2 separate regions of the Salvelinus alpinus genome follow, and region 1 is linked to region 2. The links are chromatin contacts, called in public Hi-C maps. All regions are on one chromosome and are shown on one strand. The core of a region is the stretch at or near the end of the contact, and the rest is flanking DNA. Distances in the headings are between cores, read along the strand shown. Region 1 holds the start of LOC139548920. Region 2 holds the start of smc4 (structural maintenance of chromosomes 4).

Region 1 (6,808 bases), core at 2,456-4,955, 160 kb before region 2:
GGAGCTGAACTGTCCAGCTGCAGACCCATCTGTGTCTCAACTTCCTCTCTCTGATATACACTCACACGCTCATTCAACTGAGGCACAAAAACAGAAAGGGCTGCCAAAATGTCAAATTCATGACACCAGCCCATCCTTCAGTGTGGTGTGGTGTGGAACCCCCACCCCCTACATCCTGACCCAGTTTTACACACTAATGTTGCACGGCTGGTACTGCAAAGCCATGGAAAGGTACTGGCTGATAATAGTGCCTGTGATTCTAAACCGTAAATTCTTAAAGAGACAGTACCAGAGAACACCAAAAGTTGATCAAATGGAAGGGTTTTGTAGTCAGCAGTGTTACAAGTTTATATAACCCATAATAATGTGTATCATCCAGAAGTTGTCTCTCAGACTCAGACAAAGCGTGCCACTTGTTGATTCAGTCTGTGACTTGTGTGAACACGTCTATGGGCGCCTGCCGCCCAGGGGCTCAGTGTAGAGCTAGTGATAATAGAAAGTGCATTCGTCATGGTGCCAACCTCACAAGAAGAACACGTTCAGCATGCGCAGGGAACAAGGTCAACAGTATTTTTTCTTATTTTTCTCGATCGTAAAAATACTGCACTTTAGGTGATCAAAAGCCAGAGTTGACTCAAGTGTAGTCTTTAGTGCTTTACCACAGAAGAGATGAGGAATACAGTAGAAACACTTTACTAAGTTGCCATGTTTTCATAAGCTCTTTGATAATAAGAATGTAATGAATCATGATAACTGTGCATGGTAACTGCAGATAAGGTCCTAAAACAATGATTGAATTGTGACCAAAATTCATAGGCTATTTCTAGTACTGTGTATCGAAGATTTAATGAAACCTGATAAGCCAGTGGTCCTCATCCTCACTGTACTCAAGACAGATGTACAGGGAAAACGGTTTACTTTTCAAGGTCAATGTTCACTCAGCCAACAGGTTTCTGTATCACAACACAATTGTTATACGTTTCCATGGCAGTCATATTCACACATGTACTCTGCCCTCACGTTCAGACATGTACTCTGCCCTTCCCACTCATTTTCATACAAAACAACCCCCCCTTCCTTTTCTCTCTCACTTCTGTGGTGCGATACCACAGTTTATTTTTGCATGTTTCCTACAGCCTTACATGAACACACTGAAAGCCTGTGAACAAGAGATAGGCAATAGTCAGTTAGTGCTAGTGTTATAGTTTATGTAACAGCTCCAATTTAGCCTTGCGTACCTCAGTAGGTTAACATATCATACACCATTAATGCAACAGCCTTAATGATACACAAAACTGTCAATAAGTCTGGGGGGGAAAAGTTATGCTTTTATGAGGGGTCATATATTCTGCAGGTATTGTGCATTTTATTTTTAAGTATACTGAACAAAAATATATGCAACATGCAATAATTTCAACAATTTACTGAGTTACAGTTCATATAAGGAAATCAGTCAACTGAAATAAATTAATTAGGCCTTAATCTACAGATTTTACATGACTGGGCAGGGGTGCAGTCACAGCCTGGGGTGGCATAGGCCCATCCACTTGGGAGCCAGCCCAGCCAATCAGAATGAGTTTTTCCCCACAAAAGGGCTTTATTACAGACATAAATACTCCTCAGTTTCATCAGCTGTCCGGGTGGCTGGTCTCAGACGATCCCACAGGTGAAGAAACCGGGTGTGGAGGTCCTGGTCTGGCGTGGTTACACATGGTGTGTGGTTGTGAGGCCGGTTGAACGTTCTCCAAATTCTCTAAAACTACGTTTGAGGCAGCTTATGGTAGAGGAATTAACATTCAATTCTCTGACAACAGCTCTGGTGGACATTCCTGCAGTCAGCATGCCAATTGCAAACTCAATCAAAACTTGAGGCATTGTGTTGTGTGACAAAACTGCACATTTTAGAATAGCCACTAAATTGTCCCCAGCACAAGGTGAACCTGCACACGGTGAACCTTTTTAATAAGCTTCTTTATATGCCACACCTGTCAGGTGGATTGATTGTCTTGGTAATGGAGAAATGCACACTAACAGGGATGTAAACACATTTGTGCACAAAATTAGAGAAATTAGCTTTTTGTGCGCACGGACATTTCTGGGATCTTTTATTTCAGCTCATGAAACATAGGACCAACACTTTACATGTTGCGTTTACATTTTTGTTCAGTATAATTGAATATCTATATAAATCAGCACTTCGGTGACACTCAAACCTCTTCAGTGATCTGAGCGTTGAATTGTCTAAACTGAATTCAGATTATTTCAGTCAGTGGCGAAAGGGTGTGGCATGGTGGCAAGGTGCCCAACGTGTCTTGTTTCTCCAGCAGCCTCTGGCGTGATAGAAACCAGGCAACCACACTAACGATAGGCCTAGTGTTCCCCTTGGATACAAGTCACCAGATTCATATCTCTCACCTTTCACTTCCCTCGGGTTCATGGTTACTCATCACACAAACACTATTCATTATTTACGACACGAAGGAGACAATGTAGAACGTTTTCTACATTTATACAACTACATTTTACGGTACGAAACATTACCATGATTGCAGTAACACGTGTGGTTACAAAAGTGATATGTGTAAAAAAAAAGAAAAAAAAAAGTCCTTGATTATTAAGTTTCACTGGAAAAAGTCCCAATAGTCTATGTAATTCAAGATTATTCTATAGCTACCTTTTGTTACATATATACTCCTATACATATAACAACAAAGCTAGATACATGCAAGTGGTTTTGCTTTCAAATTAAAAGAGAAGCTTTAATTGAGAAACCCAACATTATTGTTGCATTGGGTAGGCCTACAGAATAACATCGTTCTATAGATATAAATCGCGGTATAGCCATATTGCTTGGCGATGGGCATGCTTTTGTTATGATCAGTCAACAGAGCATCATGTGCGCTACAAAGCGATCATGGCGTCCCCTCCTTTCATTTTTGGGATCTATGTATTCAATTACATAAAATTACATGGTTGCAACTATTTGGGGTCTTAAATGTTTCTTTATAAATCGAGAACTAAGATCCAGCGAAGGGTAGCAAGCAACAACAAGGAAGCAGCTATTTCGGGATTAGACAAAACATTGCCGCGCGTATCCTTTGTCAGTGTGAATGCAACCTCATGCAATCATAGGCTGCTCTAAACCTCGGCGTTATTTGGCTATGTATTTATGATGCTTACCCTTCATCCAGGTGACAAGTGGCTCCGCAGCTCGCCATCCTCGCCACCATTATGTGCTCTTTGAGGAACTTTCACTGTAGGTTTTGTTTTGGTCGTTTTGCTTCACCTTCGTGAGGTTCCGTTATAGCACCTGTCTGTATCGCTGTCAGCAATCATCTCCTTTTAAAACTATACCTTAAAGACGACGTAAGACTCAGCGCAGCCCTCGTGGTTCACTTTGACATTGTTATGATTTACACGTGTTTTTGTACGCATAATCAAAACTGTTTCTATTCAATAGGTCAAATATCATCTTACGTACAAAGTAATTTCGCCAAAAACAGAGCTCTCAAAACAAATACTCTCCCATAGTAGGCCTAGGCGTAGTATTTGTAACATAGGCTAGTTTACCTAATGATAATCTAAATTTGAGTTTAGGCAAAAATATGCTGATCTTACTACCATGTTTTTCAATGGATGTCTCATTGTCTACAATTACAAATGATTTACAAATCGCTGCACTAGCGCAGCCCTGGAGCAATACAACGCTCACGAACTACTCAGTGGGAGGAGTATATTATCCCGCCTTTAGTTTGGGTCCGCTTTTTCATCTAAACAAGACGCATGGCTGTATGGTTCTTCTGGGTTTCTTTCCCGTCAAAGCTGATCCATGAGAACTGTCTGATTACTATGGGGGGGTTAAATATGTACCATAAGGAAGATTATCTGGCCGGCCAATATTATTTAAATTATTAAAGATGACTAAAGTTTACAGCTTTCCTGCACAAATACGGCTACTGATAGGGAAATAAAGTCATCCTGCTGCCTGCGTTGTATTAAATGGTCAGAACCTTTGATATGCAGGCGTTACATTGTAGATATTTCTCACAATTTGTTTGTAACATCGTATCTTTCCAAAGTAGGTCACGTCAAAAGGGCACTTTTTTTGCGGGAAAATATAAACCCGTAAGGCTGCAGTTCACGAAACCAACCACTAGATACCGCAATCTACAATCAAAACAAAATTGCACTATCATGTTCCGTTGCCAATGAAGGTTTCAGTCAGCTATTTCTTGATCACATGCAGGGGCGTTGCCAAAAATAACTACCGGGCCCCTAACATAGAAATCAGAATGTTTCAGATTAAAATAACGTACTGAACAATATGTGTTATTAAATGTACTAACTATACGCTTCTGCTGCTTTATACTACAATTGTGCAGATTCTAGTTTCCACCTTCATCCTTTGCCTATATTAACAGTAATGCAAACATTTTTCGTTCCTAATGTTAACAAAAGCAGTCTATGTCATGAGGTTTTTATGATGCTTTATTATAAATAACTACACAATTGGTGACTTATTTTTTTCATATATGCTATGTAGTCAGTTTTAATGAAGAAATTACCATTGGTCCATATTTCAGATTAAAGAATTTATTACCAGTTCTTACAAACAAGGCTAACCCTCTTCTTCCCTATGCATAATTCCTACATATATTGCTAAATAACATACCCAAAATAAAATAAATCCTATACTATGTGGACTGCAGGCATAAATCTGGTACCTACAGAAAACAAGCATCTGTGAAACTGCAACTGTAGTGTCAAGACATTATGTTCAACAGGAGATAAACCATTGCAGAAAATATTCTGAAACAGTATTTTGCCCATCCCCGGGCAGGCTTGGGTAGAACAGGTTTTAAGGCATTTGTCCTTGTGTTTGTTCCCTGTAAACAAAACTCAGGTTATACTGCACCAAGAGCCCAGTGTCAACCCTTCTTGTGAGCAAACTCATTAATAATGTCTTTAAAGTAACATTTTCTAGCTAACTGGTTTTCAATTGAAAGGATGGCAAGGCTGTTCAACCGGTCTTGGCACATTGTAGATCTTAGATAGTTCTTTATAAGTTTCAGCTTACTGAAGGCACGTTCACCTCCAGCAACTGTTACAGGCATTGTACAGAAGATTCTCAGTGCAATGCACACCTCTCCAAAAATGCTCTGTAGCTGCATCTTGTGGATGGTATTTAGGAGCTCTACAGGAGGATGACCATCTGAAAAAGTGGCACCATATATCTTCTTTATATGTCGCACTTCATTTTCAAATCCATCTGTGAGATCTTTGGAGTACTTGCTTCTCAATTTGTGGCAAGATACATTTAGGAAAATTACAAAACTAAATTTGTGTAAGTATTGGTGAAAACTCCTTGCATATTGCTGCAATCGTGTGGAACCGCATGTCCAAATGACTGATCATACTATCCAGAGCCACATAAAACACTGTGTTGTGAAATCCAGTGTCTGACTTCTGTTCATTTGCTATGTCATCTTCAGTCTCATCAAGGAAACGTTTTCTTTTTTCTGGCAGCTCCTATGTTCACTGTGAAACTGAGTAGTTACACTCATTTCATTTGCCACATTGGAGGCTTCTGCCAGAAGAGCGTCCCATTGATTACGCAGAGCCTGTATTTCTTCCTGTAGTGCCTTAATGTGAGCTGCTTCAGTGTCCAGAAAAATATTTCCTGACTGAATCATTAGGCTTCTATTCTCAATACACTGCAAAACTTTTACCCAGAAAGTGAGCAGGAAGATTGCCTTGAAAGACATGAAGTAGCTTTTCAGACCATTTGCCTCAGATCTGGCTTCGTTTGTCAGGCTGCAGGAGGAAAGAAGCATGTCTAGGGCATTGATGATAGACGGTAAATGAGTTGCCACTGGTCGGACCGCAGTAATACACGCACTCCTACACATGTCTGAAAGGCGGTTAAGACAGCAGCCAGACTTTTCCTTGAGAATGGCCCATCGCTCTGAGCTGGCACTGAACTGATTGTAAAGACGATACACAGCTAAAAATGGTTGATACTTCTGGGCACGACTGAGCTGCATGTATACCCACAAGATTAAGAGTATGGGAGGCACAAGGTGTGTATGTGGCTAGTGGATTCTTTTGCAGTATATGTGCTTGAACTACCTTCACTTTCCCTGACATATGTGCACCATTATCATAGCCTTGACCACAGCAATCTGCTATGTCAATACCATGCCCTTCCAATGCACTCAAAATCATTTCAGAAATGTCACTGCCTGTCTTTCTAGCAAAGTCTTTTAATTCAAGAAAACGTTCAATTATTTCCCATTCACCTGTTCCCTGAACTTTATCTTTGTGTACATTTCTCACCAATAATACATTTTGCTCAGTATGGGAAATGTCTGGAGTTGCATCACATATAACCGAGTATGAAAGAGAAGATGCTATCTATTAAAGTATTGTTTTCCAAACCCTTTGACCACATATTCCTATGAACACGTTTTGGCTCTCAGGGCTGAGGTAATGAGTCAGTCGTGCTCCATTCTTTTTGTCGTCCTCACATAGTAGCGGGTCATAATTTGACAACAGTTCCAGTAAGTCTAGGTAATGTCCATTATGCACATCATCAAGATTGAGGGATTTCCCCCAGAATGGCAGATACCTAGATGCTAAGTACAGTGTCACATCCAAAATCCTTTATAGAAGTGCTCTGTGTTTATACATTTCTGACTGGATTTGTTACTGCAGCTGACTGTCTATACCTGTAGCTGTTGTTACGGTATGCTGCAGATTTTTCCATTTCAAGTAACAGTTCTTGTGAGACACCATCCTCATGCTCTGG
Region 2 (7,090 bases), core at 3,988-6,487:
CAGTCGTGGCCAAAAGTTTTGAGAATGACACAAATATTAATTTTCACAAAGTTTGTTGCTTCAGTGTCTTTAGATATTTTTGTCAGTTGTTACTATGGAATACTGAAGTATAATTACAAGCATTTCATAAGTGTCAATGGCTTTTATTGACAATTACATGAAGTTGATGCAAAGAGTCAATATTTGCAGTGTTGACCCTTCTTTTCAAGACATCTGCAATCCGCCCTGGCATGCTGTCAATTAACTTCTGGGCCACATCCTGACTGATGGCAGCCCATTCTTGCATAATCAATGCTTGGAGTTAGTCAGAATTTGTGGGTTTTTGTTTGTCCACCCGCCTCTTGAGGATTGACCACAAGTTCTCAATGGGATTTAGGTTTGGGGAGTTTCCTGGCCATGGACCCAAAATATCAATCAATCAATAGTTCCCCGAGCCACTTAGTTATCACTTTTGCCTTATGGCAAGGTGCTCCATCATGCTGGAAAAGGCATTGTTCATCACCAAACTGTTCCTGGATGGTTGGAAAAAGTTGCTCTCGGAGGATGTGTTGGTACCATTCTTTATTCATGGCTGTGTTCTTAAGCAAAAATGTGAGTGAGCCCACTCCCTTGGCTGAGAAGCAACCCCACACATGAATGGTCTCAGGATGCTTTACTGTTGGCATGACACAGGACTGATGGTAGCGCTCACCTTGTCTTCTCCGGACAAGCTTTTTTCCGGATGCCCCAAACAATCGGAAAGGGGATTCATCAGAGAAAATGACTTTACCCCAGTCCTCAGCAGTCCAATTCCTGTACCTTTTGCAGAATATCAGTCTGTCCCTGATGTTTTTCCTGGAGAGAAGAGGCTTTTTTGCTGCCCTTCTTGACACCAGGCTATCCTCCAAAAGTCTTTGCATCACTGTGCATGCAGATGCACTCACACCTGCCTGCTGCCTTTCCTGAGCAAGCTCTGTATTGGTGGTGTCCCGATCCCGCAGCTGAATCAAATTTAGAAGACGATCCTGGCGCTTGCTGGACTTTCTTGGGTGCCCTGAAGCCTTCTTCACAACAATTGAACCGCTCTCCCTGAAGTTCTTGATGACACGATAAATGGTTGATTTAGGTGCAATCTTACTGGCAGCAATAACCTTGCCTGTGAAGCCCTTTTTGTGCAAAGCAATGATGACGGCACATGTTTCCTTGCAGGTAACCATGGTTGACAGAGGAAGAACAATGATTCCAAGCACCACCCTCCTTTTGAAGCTTCCAGTCTGTTATTCGAACTCAATCAGCATGACAGAGTGATCTCCAGCCTTGTCCTCGTCAACACTCACACCTCACACCATGATATCAGCTGGTCCTTTTGTGGCAGAGCTGAAATGCAGTGGAAATGTTTTTTGGGGATTCAGTTCATTTGCATGGGAAAGAGGGACTTTGCAATTAATTGCAATTCATCTGATCACTCTTCATAACATTCTGGAGTATATACAAATTGCCATCATACAAACTGAGGCAGCAGACTTTGTGAAAATTAATATTTGTGTCATTCTCAAAACTTTTGGCCACGATTGTAAATATAATATTTCAGTTTTAAATGTAATAAATTAGCAAACACCAAAGCCGACATTAACGATAAGTAATAAAATAAAGATGGCACTACTAAAAAGCTATTTCACACCATAGCCTGCTGAATTTGCAAGATATATTTTCTTTCATTTTGATTTCGGCACAAATTTAAATGACTGACTCGCCCATGGATTAATGTTTCAGCATTGTCTCAAAGAGCTCGACGTTCGAGTAACCACGTGCGACATACCTGTTTGAGTCAGCGGCAGGCGGATGAGCAATATCCACCGTCGTAGTACGGCTGAAGCCTGACCTGGAATGTGCAGCTAACTGAAGATGGCTAGCTTTATAAAAGCCTGAGTAGATCCAACTTGCTTCGTAGTATACCACTTAACACCTGGACACACAAAGAGCTTGTGAGCTTGTCAACCAGAGACATTTCACACAAACTATGCAGTTATGTACCTTGGGACTCATATCCTCTTTCACCTACCTAATTCAATATCAATCTGTCTTGTTGAATAATGTGAGAAAGTATCATTGTTTTAAAATTCAACATTTTCTATGTTAACGGTGTCGTAAACATGTTTCAGATAGCACTTTTTGGTTATCAAAGTCTCTTACGAGAAAATCATTATTGGGCCCTTCTGTGACTTGCCGTCAGTACTGGTGAGCACAAAGATCTCGGCCTGGGCCTGCTTCTTGCCTCCCACCGTCTTGGGGAACCAGTGCAGGTCAATGGGGAAGAGGTCCTCCTGCACATTCACCACCAGGCTGATCTCACTGGTCAGCAGGTTCTATCTTTGGATCTGGTGGTCCTCACTGCAGGAGTACAACTCGTCTGCAGTGGTCCTGCCCACACAGCTCACAAGCTCTTTGTGTGTCCAGGTGTTAAGGAGGACAATGGTAAGGTGGAAATAGATCAGTGGTTGCTGCAAAATATCTCATCTTGATTACTTGAATCAGGTGTGTTTGCCTTAAACTGGTACAAACGTTTTCACACCCTGTAGACTAACTCTTCGGGTCCAGGGTTGGTGGCCGCAGTAGACTCAAACACAGTGGTTGCTTTCAGCCAAATTAATGAACACAGATCCTGTATTCACCTTTCTTTGTATTGAGGTAGGTGAGATCCACACAGATGTGATCACAAATAGCACAAAGAAAATCTTTTCACCTCCATATAGGTTGCAAAAAGCATGCCTTTAGTAAAAAGGTTCCAGTCAGACTTGGGTTCAAACACTATTTGAAATCTATACATTATCTGTGCTTGATTGAGCTTAGTGGGCTTAATGAACCATTAGAATAGTCCCAAAACTGCAAACCTGCCCATCTGGCACTCCGGGCAGGGTAGAGCAAACACAAAAAAATATTTGAACGCTTTCAAATAGTATTTGAACCCAGGTCTGGTGGTGCAAGGTGTACTGAATATAATATGTCTCAGGAGGCCCAAGCTTTGGTCCATGGTGTTAGAGCAACGGGTACTAACCCCCTGGACCAGAGCTAAGGAGGCCTAGTATGTTATTAGAGGCACAACTTCATAATAGATTTTTAATTCATGATTGCTGACTGTCCATATTTTTTAAACGGAAAAGACCAACAATCAAGTCAAAGCACTGTTGTAGTATCTTTCTATCATTCACACAATTGAAAAGGATATGTTCTGGTTCCTTGAGTAATGATGTCTTTAATCTCATTGTGGTGGCTAATGTGAAAGAGGTAATTCAGAAAATAGGTACTTGAAAAGCCTTCTGTTTACAGTGAGTTCCAAAGATCATTCAAATTGGACATAATAGTGAATGTAGCTACAAAACAGACTATTAGCTTGTTATACAATTAGCAAATAGAGTTGCAAAATAGCTAGCTATTCATAGCTAACGATACTTAGTTTGCAAGTATCACTTGCTGATATTGGTCTGGTCAAAAATAAAACTCCGTTGTCTAGCTAGCTAAGTTAAGCCTGTATATAACTAGCAATAACATTAGTGTATAGCAAATAATAAGTAGCGGATAGTTACTGACTAACCGTAGCTGCTACGCTAGCTACAGTACATATCTAGTCAAACAAGCGTTAGTCGTTGCTACGGAACATGCATTGTAGCTAACGCGTGGTGAGTCTTCTTCACTGTTGTCACACTTGCTAGCAGACAACTAAGCATGTCCAGTTGCCATAGTAGTTCCACCGTTAATAGTTCATGCATATAAGGTGATATATATTCCTCAACAATTATACTTATCGACAAAACCAGACAAATAGACTGATCGCTATACAAACTAGCTCTGTTCTGGAACGTACCCAGAGATACTCATTTTCCAATATCGCTGACGTATCTCGACTTTGTGAATAACTGTCGCGAGAGTTCCTTGTCAACAAACTTGGAAAGGGAACCTGCTTTTTTAAATAAAAATATAGGACAAAACACACATCATGACTAGAGAGACAACACTACATAAAGTGACCTAAGACAACAACATAGCGTGGCAGCAACACATGACAACACAGCATGGTAGGAGCACAACATGGCTGCAGCACAAAACAGGGTACAAACATTATTGGGCACAGACAACAGCACAAAGGGCAAGAAAGTAGAGACAACATTTTGAATGTTTATTAGGACAGGAAATGGTCCAATTCACGCACTTATCAAGAGAACAACCCTGGTCATCCCTACTGCCTCTGATCTGGCAGACTCACTAAACACAAATGCTTCGTTTGTAAATTATGTCTAGGTGTTGGAGTGTCCCCCTGGCTATCAATAAATAGATAAACTAGAAAATGGTGCTGTCTGGTTTGCTTAATATAAGGAATTTGACATTATTTATACTTTTACATGTACTTTCGATACTTAAGTATATTTAAAAGCAAATACTTTTAGACTTTTACTCAATTAGTATTTTACTGGATGACATTTACTTGAGTCATTTTCTACTAAGGTATGTTTACTTTTACTCAAATATGAAAATTGGGTACTTTTTCCACCATTGGATATAATCAATTTGAGACTTTAACTCTCTTATGCATTCTCTCTAGAAAATAATGTAACTCTTTGGAAGGCTAGTGCCACTCCACTAGTGCGTCGTGGCACACACTATCCACCTAGAGCATTATTTTCCATAGAACACATAGCCCGTAGTTGATTATCCCTTACATATTATCGACTATTCAACCAATACAATCAAAATACAAAATAATAAATTGACCCGTACTGTTAACAACACCCTTCCGTCGTCTCTAGGTAACAGTGCCCATACGTCACGGGGCGCGTTCTGTTTAAAAAAATGTTATGAAAATATCCAAAATCATGACCAAAATATTACTTATATTCAGTATAATGTTAACTTGAATGCAAAAAAAAAAGTTTATGTTCATGGTTGCCTGGCATCGGCCTTCTTTTTGAATATATATATATATATTTTTTTTTTACCAATGTCGAGGTTCCATGGTGCCTTGCATCAGTTTGTAACGAATTTTGGTTCGACAACAGAGTTTAGGCGCCAATTACGAGTGAGTTTGCAGCGAGCTAACGATTTGAGATGACACAGGGTTGACTTTTACGCACTTCATTTTTTTATTTTTTTATTTTTATTAAGCTTCGGGATATCGAGAAACAGTTTTCAATTGGCTTTGAAAAGAGAGTGATACACAGGGAATTCTTACAACAAAATAACTTCGTCCGCAAGGTAAAACTGTCATTTTATCTGAACACGAAAGAGCTAGTTAACTTTAGCTAAAAGAAAACTAGTAAGCTCGCTAGCTAACTATCAAACCATAGCTATCTAGAAAGCAAGTTTGTGAGCACCTCTCGTCGATTCTATGTGGTTGTTGAGCTAGGTAAAGTAAGCTAGCTAACGTTAACTGAGTAACGTTAACGTAAAATGATCAGACGACAGCTAACATTTAGCTATATCCCATTTGTCTATCGGCAACACATCAAAAACTAACTAAAATTGCCTAGTAATATTAGATAGTTATCTACCTTGGCGAACCAGTGCAAAGTAACGTTAGCTAAATTAACCTAACTTGTAAGCAAAGTACCGGTTTCCCCTATTCATCTGTGCTCTAGTTCTGTTCGCTATCCAGGTAGCGTACTTTAGCTAATGTTATCTAAATTTGTTCGTGGCTAACAGTTGACGTGAAAATCATGCCTAACAAAGCCCAATGTGGCCTACCTGACAAACGTTAGCTAGCTAATTACCAGACATTAGTCTACTCTATACAGCAGCTAGCTAGTGTAATTGGCTATTTCCACGTCTTAGTTTAGGCAAATTATTAACGTTAGCTTAACTAGATTACAAGTGGACAACTGAAGCATAACACTAACGTTACTCTACCTAAAAAAAACAAGACCAAGTCAGTGAAATCTTCTATACACAGGTGACATTTTTATTCACTCGTTAACTTTAGTGATATAGCTATTTAGTTAGCCATATTTTAGCTACATAATCATAGATTATTCAATTGATTATAACTCGATTTGTAAAATAAACATTACACTTTCAACTGTTGCTGGTCAATTTGGACTACTGAGTGTAGCCTACATGGCACTAATGATAACGTGGCTCTGATTGGCTACTTCAGTGCTATGACTTTATTTTGCACATTTACCTCCATCTTTTTCTAGTTCTCGGTAACAGTTGATTTACTTTTGAGCTCAGTTTGACAATACTGACAGCCTGTAACGTCACAATTTTTGTCCGTCTTTTAGTTACACGCACTTTACGGAAAACGTAACAGTTCATTTCTCGATAATTGAGTGAAAATCGATGCATGTTGTCAGCTTATGTTAGACAAAATCACGCTATTTGACAAGGGGAGATTCAAGTTAGACAGCTAATTCAGTTTTGTTAAATTGCAATTTCGTGTCAAGTATTTTCTATTATTTTGGGTTATGGGTACATCTCTGAATATCGCTTATATACACCTATGCTACAGTTAAAACGAAACATATTTAGCGAAGAAACTAAAACAGAACACTTTTAGATCTGTGGTCTTATCAGACAGCACAGACTGGCAATTTATTTGCAGCTTTATAATTGACTGGGTAACCGATTTATGACCCGAGGTTAAGTTAACTCAGTGTAGCAATCAATATACTTTGGATAAAATGCCCGATGGTGATAGGAGATGACGGAGGGGGGTAACGGTGCTTCACGTTGACTATCAATTGTGGAGAAGTGATTGACAAGCGAAAACACCTAATGGATTTTACTTTTACTCCTGTGATTTGAATTATATATTTTAGATTCTAAATCATGACATTCAAAACGTCGAAAAGTATAACTACTTCCAAGCCAAGAGGGAAAGGTTCGCAGCCTCGGGATGACTCCGAAGACGAGTTGGACGTACCCCATAAAGAAGCGAACTCCAATGGCCAAGAGGCTCCGCCGACAAATGGTAAGTAACAAAGGGTGTTTTGGTGTCTGCATCTAAATAAGTTGCGCGTCTACTCAATGGCAACGTGTTTTGTTGAATGTAACGTTAAGTGCGTGATGGTTGAGTCCAACTGGCACAGTTGTGGTAGTTGTTGTCTTGATTCATAACACG

Evidence for each region. A called contact is a pair of places that touch in the nucleus more often than the background predicts.
Region 1: a Hi-C map of muscle shows a contact between it and region 2, with 8 times the contacts expected there. The contact joins the promoter of LOC139548920 here to the promoter of smc4 in region 2. A contact is called at or near these places in 2 of 3 Hi-C or Micro-C datasets (muscle and red muscle).

What each region holds. Positions count from the first base shown.
Region 1 is chr22:8,324,181-8,330,988 of SLU_Salpinus.1, reverse strand. LOC139548920 reads right to left here and starts at 3,705. Exons shown (of 16, transcript XM_071358878.1): 1 at 3,181-3,705. The coding sequence starts at 3,230.
Region 2 is chr22:8,170,400-8,177,489 of SLU_Salpinus.1, reverse strand. It overlaps smc4 (structural maintenance of chromosomes 4), which reads left to right and starts at 5,237. Exons shown (of 34, transcript XM_071358429.1): 1 at 5,237-6,940. The coding sequence starts at 6,799. It overlaps LOC139548919 (a long non-coding RNA gene), which reads right to left and starts at 4,043. Exons shown (of 3, transcript XR_011669789.1): 1 at 2,207-4,043; 2 at 1,799-1,945; 3 at 128-1,356.